2 separate regions of the Zea mays genome follow, and region 2 is linked to region 1. The links are chromatin contacts, called in public Hi-C maps. All regions are on one chromosome and are shown on one strand. The core of a region is the stretch at or near the end of the contact, and the rest is flanking DNA. Distances in the headings are between cores, read along the strand shown. Region 1 holds the start of LOC100194121. Region 2 holds the start of LOC100276295.

Region 1 (4,089 bases), core at 683-3,182:
AGTTGATTTGGTTCACAGATCTTGTCCCCGATGACCCTCAAGGCCTCAACCTCAAGTTAACATGGAACTCCCCCAAGTCCTAACTGCCCAACCTACAACATCTAACCCCAACCATAGAAGCCAACAATTTCTCATGCTAGGTCAACTATATTAACTAGTGCCCAATTTTAAAATCTAAAGAGGCCCAACATAATTGTACTGTAGCAACAAGTGGCAACAACTACATCTTCTACTGAAAAGAAGGATCGGCTTTTCATTTGACAACAGGAACTGTAAGACAATTTTTTAGAAACTGAGACACAGTTGCATAATCACCATAGCAAGATCATGAATCTGCTGTCTAACCAAGAGCATTTATTTTGGTCTCAAATAAAAAAAAATAGCGTGAGTAAAAAGGTCAGGTACCTTGAGGCTGCCACAACAGGCGCAGGGGGCCTCCATGCAGGTGTCCCAGTCCTCCTCCTGGCAAATCCTGCACTCCACCACCTTGGTCGCCGAGCCGCCGCCTAGCCCGCGATGGCAGTACTCGACATCCACCGTCTCCTGACGCAGATCGACCATGTGCTTCCCACCGCCGATCGCCGCCTCCAGCGTCGACTCTGTCAGCAGCCGGTCCACGATCAACGCGAGATGGTCGCCCATCAGTCCTACGAGCACGTGATCCATGGTTCAGTTCACAGAAACAATGCCACCATCCTCGCGAATTGCAGACACTCGATGCAGAAAAAGCAATCAAACGCAATCGCAACTGACAGATTGAAATTGTGTTTGAAACATCGGTAAGAGTAACCAGAGGCAGACCAAGAAGCCAAACCCAATGAGGAGCACGCGGTCGCAGGCGGTGGGGATCCAAATGTCCAAGGAAACCGGGCAACTGCTCCCTTATGATATAGGAACTGACTGACAGAAACTAACCGGAACCGCTTGTTGGAAATAATAGTAATTCATTTTTTAAAAAAAATATATATACCAAACTGATAACCGCAAGAAATGGGGATCAGATTAGTGGGATTACAGCCGCTGTGCCGAGAGAGGCCAAAGCTGTGAGATGTGGATCGAAACCGGCAAGTGTACCAAGAACAGGTAAAACCCTCCACGCTCGGAGCGCACGGCAACATATGGTGGGACGAATAAAAAGCTGCCACTTTTCTGTGGGAGGAGAACGAATTGATGAGAGTTGGTGGTTGCTAAATGCCGCACAAGGGGTGCGAGGAAAGCGCGTTTAATTAGCGTTGCATCGACGGTACACCACGGACAGAAGAAGAAGAAGAAGAAGAAAAAATGTCTGAACAGCAAGAAACCGAGACTCACCGAGGAAGAGGAGGCGCGAGCGGGGGGACGAGCAGGAAGGAGGGTGGGCAGCTGGCGAAGACACCGAGCGAGCGAGCGAGCTCTCAATCTCGAGGGTCTCGGAGCGTCTGGCGAGTATTAAAACTAACTGAGTAACACAGCAGCGCCAGGAAGAAGAAGAAGAGGAACCAGATGACGGGGAGAAGAAAAAACCAAATCTTTACCTTGTCCTAAGTACCAAGAACAGGGCTCCGGGGCCGGGGCCGGGGCCGGGACCGGGAGGAAGAGGAAGCTTCGAAGTCTGGATTCGGTGCGGGGTTAAGGGATTGGATTGGATTGGTGGAGGGGTTAAGGGACGCAAGAGATGGAGTGCCCTCGGATGTAATACACCGATGGAGGTGGAGGGGAGGCCAAGCTAGCCAAGCCAAGGCAGGCAGGAGGACAAACCCTCTCTCTCTAGTCTCTCTGCGCGCTGTGTGCCTCTCCTCTCTCTCTCTCTCTCGCTCCCTTGCAGCAGAGGTTTAAATTAGAAGAGAGGCAAGGTAAGGTTAATGGGTGGGAAATGGCACTGGTATCCTATTACATCATATCATATCGTATCATCGCCCGGCAACAGCTTCACTGAAACTGCAGCTGTTTTGTATGCTTCCGTAGAACTAGAATGGCCTCCTATTTATTTAGTACTTGGTCACTTTTCCCATTTGACTTTTTTTCCCCTCCTGAAAAAGGAGCCTTCTCTTTCGATCGTGGTAAATTGGTCATGCTTTTGGGTAGCAGTAAAAACAGTACTAGTAAGATTGCCGATATCGTCCTTAGGGCCCGTTCGGTTGTAACGGAATAAGCTAGGATTCATTCCAGCTCATCAAAATCTATATAAATTAGAGAAATAATCTGGCTAGAAATTAATCCGGGTCTCTAATCCCAAATAACCGAACAGGGCCTTAGACAGCGGTAATCCTGCTGCCATTGTCTAGTCTAGTCTAGTCACATTTATGGATGAGATGTCCCGATGGTCTGTCTAATAACGGTGCAACAATGACGGTGTACAGTACAGGAGTTGTCGCCGCGCGTGGAATGGCATGGGAGCTGCTAGAGCTAGTTATTACCACTGTAATGGACCATGGACGGCTGAGATGTGCCATCCATCATTATCCGGCCGGCAGGATTCTCCGTGTACTTGGAAGAACGCAGACGGGTTCCTTTTCCTTATCGGTGGCCCACCACCACCACTGCCCTAGCTAGGACTCGGAGCAGAGTAGTAGGAAGCAGTAGGCTAACCGCTTTGCACGCGTTTCCCGCGACTGCTACACCCACTACCCGTTGCCGCTAAACCACGATGCCCACTCTCCAGCCGGAGGCCTCCGGAAATTTGTATTCTTTAAAAATTCAAATCATTTTCAGGGTTGGATAGAATTGAGAAATTCTAAAGAAGATTTAAGTTTGACTTTCGCGTTGCCTTTTTCTGAGCGATGCAAATACGTGATGTCGAGTGATGGCTGGTAAACCTTGCGAGTTAATTAAAGGAGCAAAAAAAAACCGTCTTTGTCCTTTTAACCCTTGCAAACAAAGTTAGGGAAGCGACGAGAAGTAAATCAACAAAGAGGAAACGAACTCCATTATTTTTTTAAACCGAAAAAAAAATATTACTATCTCCACTATAGAATATTTGTTGCCCGCTAGCTTATTTTTTAATAACTAAATCACGACAAACAAAAAAGAACGGATACAATACTTTATGACGTGTTTGGTTGAGAAGCAGAAATGAATGGAACGGCTCCATTCTTATTTTTTTGATGTTTGGTTTCCAATAGAGGAGAGGAGTGACTGCTGGAGTCTATATATGGCAAATATTTGGGATGCTCTCGCTCTACCAAAACGACCGGATGCGAGCGCTCTCGCGTCCTCCCTCTCCTCCACTCCACACTCATATGACTCTCTAACCAAACAATGAACGGAGCGGCTCCGCTCTATTATACTCTTCAATCAAACAGAAAATAGAGCGGTTCCATTTTGCTCGCCAAACACAGAATGAAATGGCTCAATTCCTAGATACTGGAATGGAGCCGCTTCATCCGAGTTGGTTCCTGAACCAAACGCACCCTTAGTGATCTGTCAAGCGCCTCTAAATATTTTTTTCTTTCCTTCCTTCGGATGGGCTTATATTTCCAAAAATAGGTTCTGAGAGAGATTATTTGTTATCTCATAAGCTTGTAGTGATGAAAGCGGATTTATTTCGATGTCATCGAAATTAGCAGGTTACTCCGTACAAAAAGTGTGGGTCTAGTTTGCTTATTGTACCATAATTCTTTTTCATTTATTTATTTTATTATTGTTGTTTTATGTTGACGTGTCTTCCATGAACTCGGACTTAGAGCTATTATTGTTTTGTGACACTGCAATTTCAGCTGCCAAACTAAGCAGCCTTTGAGTTTGATGTCATCTCGATAAGATCTATTAGCGACAATACTATTTTTTTAAAACCTTTATATAGTTTCTTAACCCTTTTTATCGATTTAAATTGGAGATGATCTTGCTTTCGTATATTATGGTTCTATAGTTATTTTCTATAGCCTTGTTTGAATTATGACAATGTTTTTTCATGTCTTAGAGCTATCCACCAGGAGCATCTCGAATTGTTCAAAACTATTTTCACATAATCTGTGGCCTGGACAAACTTTGGTCATTGATTTGATGTCGGCCAGGATCTTGTTCTCGTTGGTGTTGTTTGATCATTGCAAGTATTTGATATACTTAATGACATCGTAGGATAGTAAGTAATAAATCTAAAGAAGTTTTTAA
Region 2 (3,857 bases), core at 1,124-3,623, 600 kb after region 1:
TAGCTTTGGCTTTCTGCCATTTTTTCCTAGACACTAACTTACTCTTTGGCTTTAACTTCAACTCTGGAGAAAACTTGAAATTTGGGTCCCTCATGCGTGCCTGTATATCCTTAAAGAACTGTATATTGAGCTTTTTTGGTCCACCCTCCCGCAGTTCTGCATATTCTGGTCCTGAAACAATGTTCTCAAATGCACCAATCAGGATATCTATATCAGTAACAACATCAAATACGTTAATGTAGCGTCCATCAGGGCCTTTCTTTAACTTCTTAAGAGCATTTTCTACAGCAAGTTTCCTTGCTTGCTTTCCCGGAGATAGCTCAGGTGGTTCGTTCTCTGCTTTCAACAGCTCTGAGATTGTGTGGTACTTTGGTGACTCCTCAAATTCAAACACCTTATCAAGATATGAGTCACTGCGTTCACTAGGATGTGCCTCAGAGGGAATATCGTCGTCGTCGTCGTCTTCACTGCCACTCCAGAGAGTCATATCATCTTCATCACTCTCAGGGCATATACTTCTTAACTCGTCACTGTCATCAGCATCAATAAGGTTTGAATTTTCCTTCGCTTGCCTCTTCACTTTCTTAATTTCCCTCTCCAGTTTTGTATCGCTCTCTTCGTCGTCGTCATCATCTTCACTACCTGTCCACAGACAGTCCTCTTCATCTACGTCCTCCTGCCAGGCTTTTCTGAACTCTTCATCCCCAGGCCTTCTTTTACCAAACAGATCATAGTGTGAGCGATCGTCAGCAAAGGATCGGGTTCCTGGATAAGAAGTTCCCTTCAGTATAAATTGTACTCCGTAAAGGTTTGTTTATCCATTGACAAAAAAAAAAAAACTATACCATTCTAGAGTGATCAAACTATTAGTTTGCCTCCATGACCACATTAAATCAAGCAATGCACCTTTTATTGAATCATCTACCATTACTTCAAATTCCAAATGTATGTTGTTTTAGGGTACTATCCAGTCAAATTTTAACTTGAACCACAGACAACAAGTTATATAGATTCACAATACATGGTAAATGACATCATATTCATCATGGAAATACTTACATAATATATAAATTTCACTATTTGAATTGGTATATTATTTATCCTTCTTAATACAAAGATACGCAGCTCTCCTGCATGTTCGATAAAAGAAATGTTATACTTTAATAAATTTTGCAAGTCAGACTGTCACATTTGAGACTGTCGCAGTCCTGAACAACCTACTTTTGGGGTCAGAGGGGGTATTTGGCAAGCTACCCTCATTCAAATGAAGCAACAAAAGGTTTCAAACAAATTACTGACCTTGTGGAGCATATATAATGTCCCAATGAATTGCAATAAACAAATCAGCTCCTGAATTCTATAGCGGTATAGCCTATAACACAAATACATACCATCTATAGTTGAGCTACCATCTCTATGCATCACCCACGAGCACTTCATAATGGATCGAACAGGGGGGAAATGCCCAAGTAGCGTAAATCCACTTCACCAGAAAAGAAGAAAGTGCTGAGGTTTTGGCGTGCTCTGCGCATCTGAAAATCCCAGTATTGCGTTATCCTAACCTTAGGAAATACTTGGTCATTTTCCCCCCAAGGCGAAACATACAGTGTAGAGCAAGAGTGTCAGACTTCAATTATATATCTTCTTTCCCCAAATCAGGTAAACAGAATCAAGCACACAACAAACTACGGCTGCACTGAGCATACAGTTACTACAGACTACGGCCCCACTCAGTAGACTCAACTAATTAGATCAGACACTCCACTGTTATGAAGTGAATTGGATTAGGCACACTGTAGCATAACAATACTGCGTCATTATGCAACTTTCAGGTGCAGGTGGTGGCGATGATGCATGCGTCCCAATCGTGCTCCATGACATAAAAGTCATATTATTCTTCACCAAAGACCGGAAGGGGGAAAGAGAAAGCAACTGAATTCGAACAGCCTGCACCTTGAAGCGCCTGAACCGAAGGAAACGACACTTCGACACCGCGGATAAGCATGCCCAGCGTCGGCGGTGGAACAGACAGGAGACGCGGCGCACGGAGGCGGAGGTGCGGGAGTAAGTGGCGGGCGACGAGGCAGCGGGCCATGAATAGGTGGGAAGCCTGACAACGATATCCAAAGACCAGAGTGGAGGAAAATCTTGTCAGGGTGGAGGGCAGAGTTGGCGCAATGGAAATGGGGTTGAAGCGTCGATCCTTACCTAGGTCCTTCGGTGGTTTCAGAACTCGGCTGGCGAGTTGCTGTGGCAGCGGTTGGCGCCCTGTTGGCTTCCTCAGTCCGCGTCGGGCTAGCTGCGGCGGCTTGCGTCCGGCGGGCGAAGAGGCGGTGGGGAAGGGGGAACGACGCCTTCGGCCGCGTGCCGCGGGAAAGGGCAGATACGTCAGACGCGGCGCAGGCGGCCTGGCCTGGCGGAGGCGCACACGACGGCAGGTGCTCGAGAAGGGGCCGTGGGCTGATGATCATGGGCCTCATTGATTGATGATATGGACCTGGTGCAGCTTGCATATTGGCTTCACATGTTTACCTCTTCCCACGATCCAAAAAAAAAACGATTTGGACATTTCGTTTTTAGAGAAGTCAAATAATTTAAACTTTGACTCAAATTATAAAAATGATATTAGTTATAATAAAACATTAATAATAAGTAATAATTATATAATATATTCTTATAATAAATTTATTTGAAGACATAAATATTGATTATATATTTGATTACATGACTAGAACAGATCTCATAACCATTTTTTAAAAAGAGAGTACATAACAAGAAAAATTGTATATACGGCCTCTTCAAGTATTCTGCAAGTTCGATTTGCCTCCCTTAATGAAAAACTAGATTTTTAGATTCTTAGAATTTTTAAACGGTCAAATTTACTGTTTGAGCGATTTAAAAAAATATTTTGATTGATATGTCATCACATTAACCACGAGGAAGATAAAAAGCAAAATTTCTTGGTAGTCAATTAAAGTTTAACAGAAAGCTGTAGATTTTTTAGAAAAAAAAAATCTAGAAAAAAACATTAAGATAAAACTTTCATAATTTGATTTAACCATAGAAAAAATCTTTTAACGTGGAAAAAAAAATATAAAACCAATTTTATATGAAACATGTCTTTGCTTAGACTATTATAAAAATGATTTTTGCGAGATAATATGTTAATGGTCAGCGGAGCCCCAGAAAAATGTTCGTCTCTACTCTCTAGAAATAATTTATGGGGGCTTGATTAATAGAGACGATTGTCTTCATACATCTGTCTATTTAAATTGATTTTCAAAGGTGAACATTTTAAGGTGATCGCCTCATAAAACAACATTTTTTAAGGTGGTCTTTGTTAGTGTATGTTGGTCACTCGTTCTCAAATGCTGTGAATCAAGAACGAGGCAACACAATTGTTAATTATTAGGGACCTTCATCTTCCGAAGCATAATCTTCTCATAGATATAATGCTCATCAGACGAAGGTCATGAATGACATACCTTCATCATTTAATGTGTAAACAGGAATGCAAGGAACGAAGATAGTAATTGCATCTCGTTAATTCATTCATATTTGCATTCTATAAAACATGTATGAATATTAACATAATTCATATTACATTAACATGTATGAATATTAACATAATTCATATTACACACAATATACTTGTTTTATGAAAATATAATTCCTAAAAAATCTTTGTTAAGAGATAGCTTAACTTATTTTTTAGAGACTGTGTTTAAATATGCACTTCAACACAGGGATAACCTAGTCCATATAATATTATTTTTATTTAATATTTTTATTATAAAACACATTTATCTTTAGGAGATTTAACTTTAAAGGAAAGAAAGTTCTTATTAAAAGACATT

Evidence for each region. A called contact is a pair of places that touch in the nucleus more often than the background predicts.
Region 2: a contact with region 1 is called in a Hi-C map of tassel, with 5 times the contacts expected there. The contact joins the promoter of LOC100276295 here to the promoter of LOC100194121 in region 1. A contact is called at or near these places in 3 of 25 Hi-C or Micro-C datasets (ear, leaf and tassel).

What each region holds. Positions count from the first base shown.
Region 1 is chr8:10,718,070-10,722,158 of Zm-B73-REFERENCE-NAM-5.0, forward strand. It overlaps LOC100194121, which reads right to left and starts at 1,933. Exons shown (of 9, transcript NR_183225.1): 1 at 1,515-1,933; 2 at 1,312-1,418; 3 at 406-647.
Region 2 is chr8:11,317,497-11,321,353 of Zm-B73-REFERENCE-NAM-5.0, forward strand. LOC100276295 reads right to left here and starts at 2,374. Exons shown (of 3, transcript NM_001150119.2): 1 at 2,209-2,374; 2 at 1,954-2,110; 3 at 1-765. The coding sequence starts at 2,095.